2 separate regions of the Capra hircus genome follow, and region 1 is linked to region 2. The links are chromatin contacts, called in public Hi-C maps. All regions are on one chromosome and are shown on one strand. The core of a region is the stretch at or near the end of the contact, and the rest is flanking DNA. Distances in the headings are between cores, read along the strand shown. Region 1 holds the start of RNF7 (RING-box protein 2). Region 2 overlaps ATP1B3 (sodium/potassium-transporting ATPase subunit beta-3).

Region 1 (2,700 bases), core at 146-2,645, 150 kb after region 2:
CTGGTAGGTCTAAATTTTCAATGCTCAAGAAGGGAAAGCAACTTTTAAGTTATTTTCTCCAACTGTCTCGTTTTTCAGTGCAAGACACAAAGTTTTCAAACTACATAAGCCTCAGTTTTCTCCAATTACCTTCAAGAAATGACATTTAAGACACTCTTAAATGCTGTAGTTTTAAATGCCCTATTTAAAAATATAACGTGCATTTAAACAGCAACTTTTTTAAGGTCGTCTAAGATCTTAAAACAGAGACCATATAAAACACAACGAGATGAAGCTGTTCTGAAAGGCTTCATTTGGTCCAATATTTTCATTAAAAATATCATAGAAAGAAGTAACAAGTTTGCAAAAGAGGGCTTTCCAGAAAGGCCAGACTTGAGGGCACTACCCTTCTCCAAGAAATTGCATGCTAGGATGGGGAGTGGCCAGTAAAGAGATGAAGCTTCACGTCTCTGAATAAAAGGGTTTACATTCTTCTAGTTCTAGCCAACCGAGTGCGATCTGACCAATCTTGAATCATCCAGGTTTAAAAGCCAGCAGAACAGTAGCCAATCCAGAAAGGGGACGGCTAGGAACACTCTTCTTCCCTGCTCCTCTCCAGAGCACGACTAGCGGCCGTTTGGGGGGGAAATGACTCCAGAGCATCACTTTGGTGTGTGACCAGAACCATCAGACTGACCCTCTGACTCAGGGCCTTGACCTTGACCTCTGTGTGGTTTGCTTTCGGAAAAGGGTGCGGTCGCTGGCCACACAAACCGAAGTGGTTCCTCCCAGCTCCCGTCAAATCACCTACTTTTATTGTCGTGATCACACTGATCACTACTGGAAATGACCTTGTTTAACTGTCCTGCCTGCTACCCCCCTTTTCCCCCAGAATACCCGTCCCCGGCACAGGTCGCCGCTGAACGACCCCTCGGCCCCTGGCAGCGGCCTCAGCCCTCGGATCAGCGGCAGCTCGGGCGTGGCCCGCGGTCTCCCGGGGCCGGGGCAGGGCGATCCCGCCCCTACTCCTCCCGGAACGGTCTCTCCAAGGTTTGGTCCTTCCCCCCACGCCCGAAGCCGGGCCTGCGGAGGCCGCAGCACAGCCGGGGCCTCGCCTGCTGCGCTTACCCATCACCTGGACCCTGCAGATGGCGCACGTATCGCACTCCACGTCCCAGCTCCACATGGCCACCGCGTTCCACTTCTTGAGAGAGAACATTTTGTCGCCGCCCGACTTGGATCCTGCGCTCCCCGAGTGAGAGGACAGGGCGCAGGGTTCCTCACCGTCTTCCACGTCGGCCATAGCGGCGGCGCGGAGCCGGCGACGGAGACGTTAGGTCTTGGGAGGCGGGCGGCTATGGCGGCTCCGTGGGGCCGTCCGACGGGCCACAGCGCCGCCCGCAGGCCACGGGCCGCCGCGGGGGTCTAGGACCGGGGGGCGCCCGTGATTGGCTGGCGCGCCCCAGTGACGTCACCGTACGCCGGCACCAGCGGCTTCCCGGTGTCCTAGTTCTCGGTACTCCCGTCCCCAACGCCCGGCCAGCTCAGCGGGGTGAGGGACCCCGGGCCGACCCTTGCGCGGGGGAGACACGTGTCCTGCTTTATGTCTTCATGACACCGCTTTTAGAAGTTGTCTTGTTGATATATTCGTCCTTCTCAAATGTAAACGCCCTGGGGGGAGCGGGGACTATTTCTTGATCATCTCCTTCGTTAAGAAATGCTGTCTCGGGAGGGACAGTTATATGTTGAGGGAATGAATGACGAGCTTGGAATCTGGTTCAACAGTTCTCAAATATTTTGGTCTCAGGACCCCTTTACACTTAAAAATTACTTAAGGACATTTAAGAACTTTTGTTTGTGTAGGATGGATGTGTACATATACACGCTTATACATATATATTTCCTTTTTAAGAAAACGGGGGAAATGTGACTATATTAATTCACTTCAAAACAGTAAGAAATCCATTACAAGTTATCCTTAGAATACCAATATTGTACACTCACAAGAGAGAATGAAGAGAAATAGCTATGTGTGCTGTGCTGTGCTTAGTCGCTCAGTCGTGTCCGACTGTGCAGATCCCATGGACTGTATGTAGCCCGCCAGGCTTCTCTGTCGATAGGATTTTCCAGGCAAGAATACTGGAGTGGGTAGCCATTCCCTTCCCCAGGGGATCTTCCCAACCCAGGAATTCAACCGAGGTCTCCTGCATTACAGGCGGATTGTTTACCAGCTGAGCTACCTGGGAAGCTCAGAGCTATGAATACTGTTATGTAAATATGTAAATAGTTTTGACCTTGTTGGTCCCCTGAAAGAATTCCAGGAACCCTGGAGACCACACTCTAAGAAACTTAAATCTAGTTTAACTTTTTATGTGTAGGAATACTGAAGTCCCCAAAAGTAATTTATAGTAATTCAGAAAAGTAATTCTGCTATTCTGAGAAGGTGACAGTGGAAACTAAGGTTCTTCTGTTACTAGCCCAGGGTCATGTTATGTTTTCCCAAGCAAAGCAGATAACATCTTTTAAAAGATACCGAAGCTGAGGCACGGAGACCGGAAGATGCTTGGCCACACTACCACCTAGTGGTGGCCACCTGCTGTGTCAGGATTAGGACTCAGAGCTTCTCACCCCTTTTTATTTTAATGATGAGGGTCTCATTCCCTCATCTCCTGGTGTCAGGCCTGGTGGCCCTGGGTCTAGGCTAACCAAACTTCAGAAATC
Region 2 (2,731 bases), core at 61-2,560:
AACTGGACATGGAACAACAGACTGGTTCCAAAGTGGGAAGTACATCAAGGAGTACATCTCAGCTGTATACTGTCACCCTGCTAAAGAGTACATCATGCAAAATGCCGGGCTGGAAGAAGCACAAGCTGGAATCAAGACTGCCAGGAGAAAATATCAACAACCTCAGATATTACCACTCTAAGAGCAGGAAGTGAAGGGGAACGGAAGAGCTTATTGATGAGGGTGAAAATAGGACAGTGAAAAAGCTGGCTTAAAACTCAACATTCAAAAAACTAAGTTCATGGCATCTGGTCTTATTATTTTCATTTCATGGCAAATAAAATAGGCTTGGGGGGTGGGGGGAGTGGAAGCAGTGACAGATTTTCTTTTCTTGGGCTCCAAAACCACTGCAACTAAACAACAGCAAAGGAAGAATTCAATTACACTGTTTTGCGTATCGATATCCTGCTGTCCCAGGACCACTTGTTTAAAAATCATCTGTTCCTCACTGAAATAATTTTCTTAAACTAATCAGCACATTGCTGTTGTTTAGTCGCTAAGTCCGGTCAGACTCTTTGTGACCCCATGGACTGAAGCACACCAGGCTCTTCCACTATCTCCTGGAGATCTCTCAAATTCATGTTCATTGAATCAGTGATGCTATCTAACCCATCTCATCCTGTGCTGCCCGTTCTTCTTTTGCCTGCGAACTATTTCTACAATTAAAAATACATGTGTGAAAAAAAAAATACATGTGTGTATATACATATACACTCAAATGTTATATATTTATTTTAAAAATATGGTAGTATAAAAAATATTAAACAAGATTAAATAAATCGCCTAAGACTAACCTACCAATAAGAGAAACACCCAGACCAGTACCTCTCCACGTGGCACCTTACCTGGTCTGCTCTCGCTGGGAGCCTCAAGCTATTACTTTTTGCAGTCAACTCCCCTTCTCTAAAGTGCATCATGGAAGCATTCTGTGTTACTTCGGGTAACAAAAATTTACATGGAATAAGGTATCTGTTCCTGTTCTCCAAGAGTCCAGTTACAAGCAACAGACATATAAACAAAGAGAAAGAATTAACTGTCTCTAACAGGAAGAGGAAGGAATGGATTTCATCAGAGAAGGACTCCCAGAAAAAAGCAAGTTGGCTCACCAAAATGGAGAACAGGAGGGCACTCTGCGCCAAAGACTAGATGACTCCACAGCAGGAGCAGCCAGGTGAGTGTAACTTTGTGCCTTCCCCCAACACACAGCCCTGGTGCCCAGCAACTACACACAAACACACACACACACACACCCGCCCCACACACCCCCGCCCCCCCCCGCCAACCTTGGTACCCATCAACTACCAACAGTAGCAGCACCATCTACTCTTTAACAGGAGCAGGGAGCATGGACAGGGGGAGTGCGGGGAGGCTGGGATTTAAAAACTGGCCAAGGTATTGGATGGGTTGGTAAAAACCTCAAGGAGTGGAGGGAATCTCCATACCTCGACCAATTTTCTTGGGTACTTCTGCCTCATCCCTGAATGCTGTGACAGGAAAGTCTAAATACAAACAGGAGGTGCAGAGAACCAATAATTACCAAATATCTGAGGAAAAAACTAATCCAATAAAGTACCAAATGCAACAAAGAAAGTGTAACAAACATTTACAAAGTGGACTTGTACATAAGCTTTGAATTAAAAAGACAACAAAACATGAAATATTCAAAATACAAAACAAGAATGCAGTCAAAGCAGAACACAGAGGAAAACCCATGGCTTTATATGAATTCACTAAACAAACCCCAAGACTAACCAAAAAGTCAGGTTTAAACTCAAGACTAAAATAAATTCAAGGGAAAGTAAGAGAGATTTAAGATACCATCACAAGTTAATGGAAACAAATGCATTTAATTTGATCAATAAAACCAGTTTCCAACTAGTAAACTTGAGAATAAATGGAAATATATCGTTTTATGAGAAAATAAACATTTGCAAATCAGAAGTTTTTACAAAACAATAAACAGAGCTCTATTCCTAAAAGAGATACCACATCCAAATGGTTTTAGTTAGTCTTCCCAGTTTTCAAGAAATAGATTCTTTTTCTACACATAAGCTATCTCTTTTGGATGCTCCATACGTTACCTAAATCTTTTTAAGGCTAGCACTCTCCAGACACCAAAACTAAACAGCCAGTAGTTACACAAGTCTCACACATTATATTTTATTTTACAAATGCTTACATAGAACTTACATATTATAATGCGATAATGACAAAGGAACAAAGATATAAATTAGTAACAAAACACAATATCCAAGAAAGGATCCATGTAAAAAAGCTGGCATTTCAAATCAGTGAGGAAATGATGGGTTATTCAATATACTTCGAGATAAGTGGTCAGGAACACTGTATAAAAGATTGTTAAATTTGTAATAATATTTATTTAAACAAGTACAATTTTTAAAAGAATTAAGTGAACATGCATAAACCTCACCTAGATTCTATATAAGTAGACAATCTACTATATTTATCTATCTTTTCAATAATTACCATCTATTTTGTTATGCAGTTGTAGATGTTAGTACACTTAACCCCTGAACACTTCAACATGCATATTAACCAAAAACAGAGGGAAAAATTACATCCAGTGAAATATGCGAATCTCCAAAGTACTATGACATGGATTTCTGACAAATGCATTCACCTCTATGATACAAACTGCTATCAAGATACAGAAGATTGCCATCATCCTATG

The links. A called contact is a pair of places that touch in the nucleus more often than the background predicts.
Region 1: a contact with region 2 is called in a Hi-C map of liver, with 4 times the contacts expected there. The contact joins the promoter of RNF7 here to the enhancer-like site in region 2. A contact is called at or near these places in 3 of 5 Hi-C or Micro-C datasets (blood and liver).

Annotation. Positions count from the first base shown.
Region 1 is chr1:126,750,995-126,753,694 of ARS1.2, forward strand. RNF7 (RING-box protein 2) reads right to left here and starts at 1,396. Exons shown (of 3, transcript XM_005675493.3): 1 at 1,115-1,396. The coding sequence starts at 1,282.
Region 2 is chr1:126,596,826-126,599,556 of ARS1.2, forward strand. The region is part of intron 1 of ATP1B3 (sodium/potassium-transporting ATPase subunit beta-3); the gene reads right to left. Among named protein-coding and RNA genes, the nearest start is that of ATP1B3, 10 kb to the right of the region's middle. Within about 2 kb of position 1,311, at least 1 of the 5 cell types and tissues checked has an H3K27ac peak or open chromatin away from gene starts, as enhancers often do.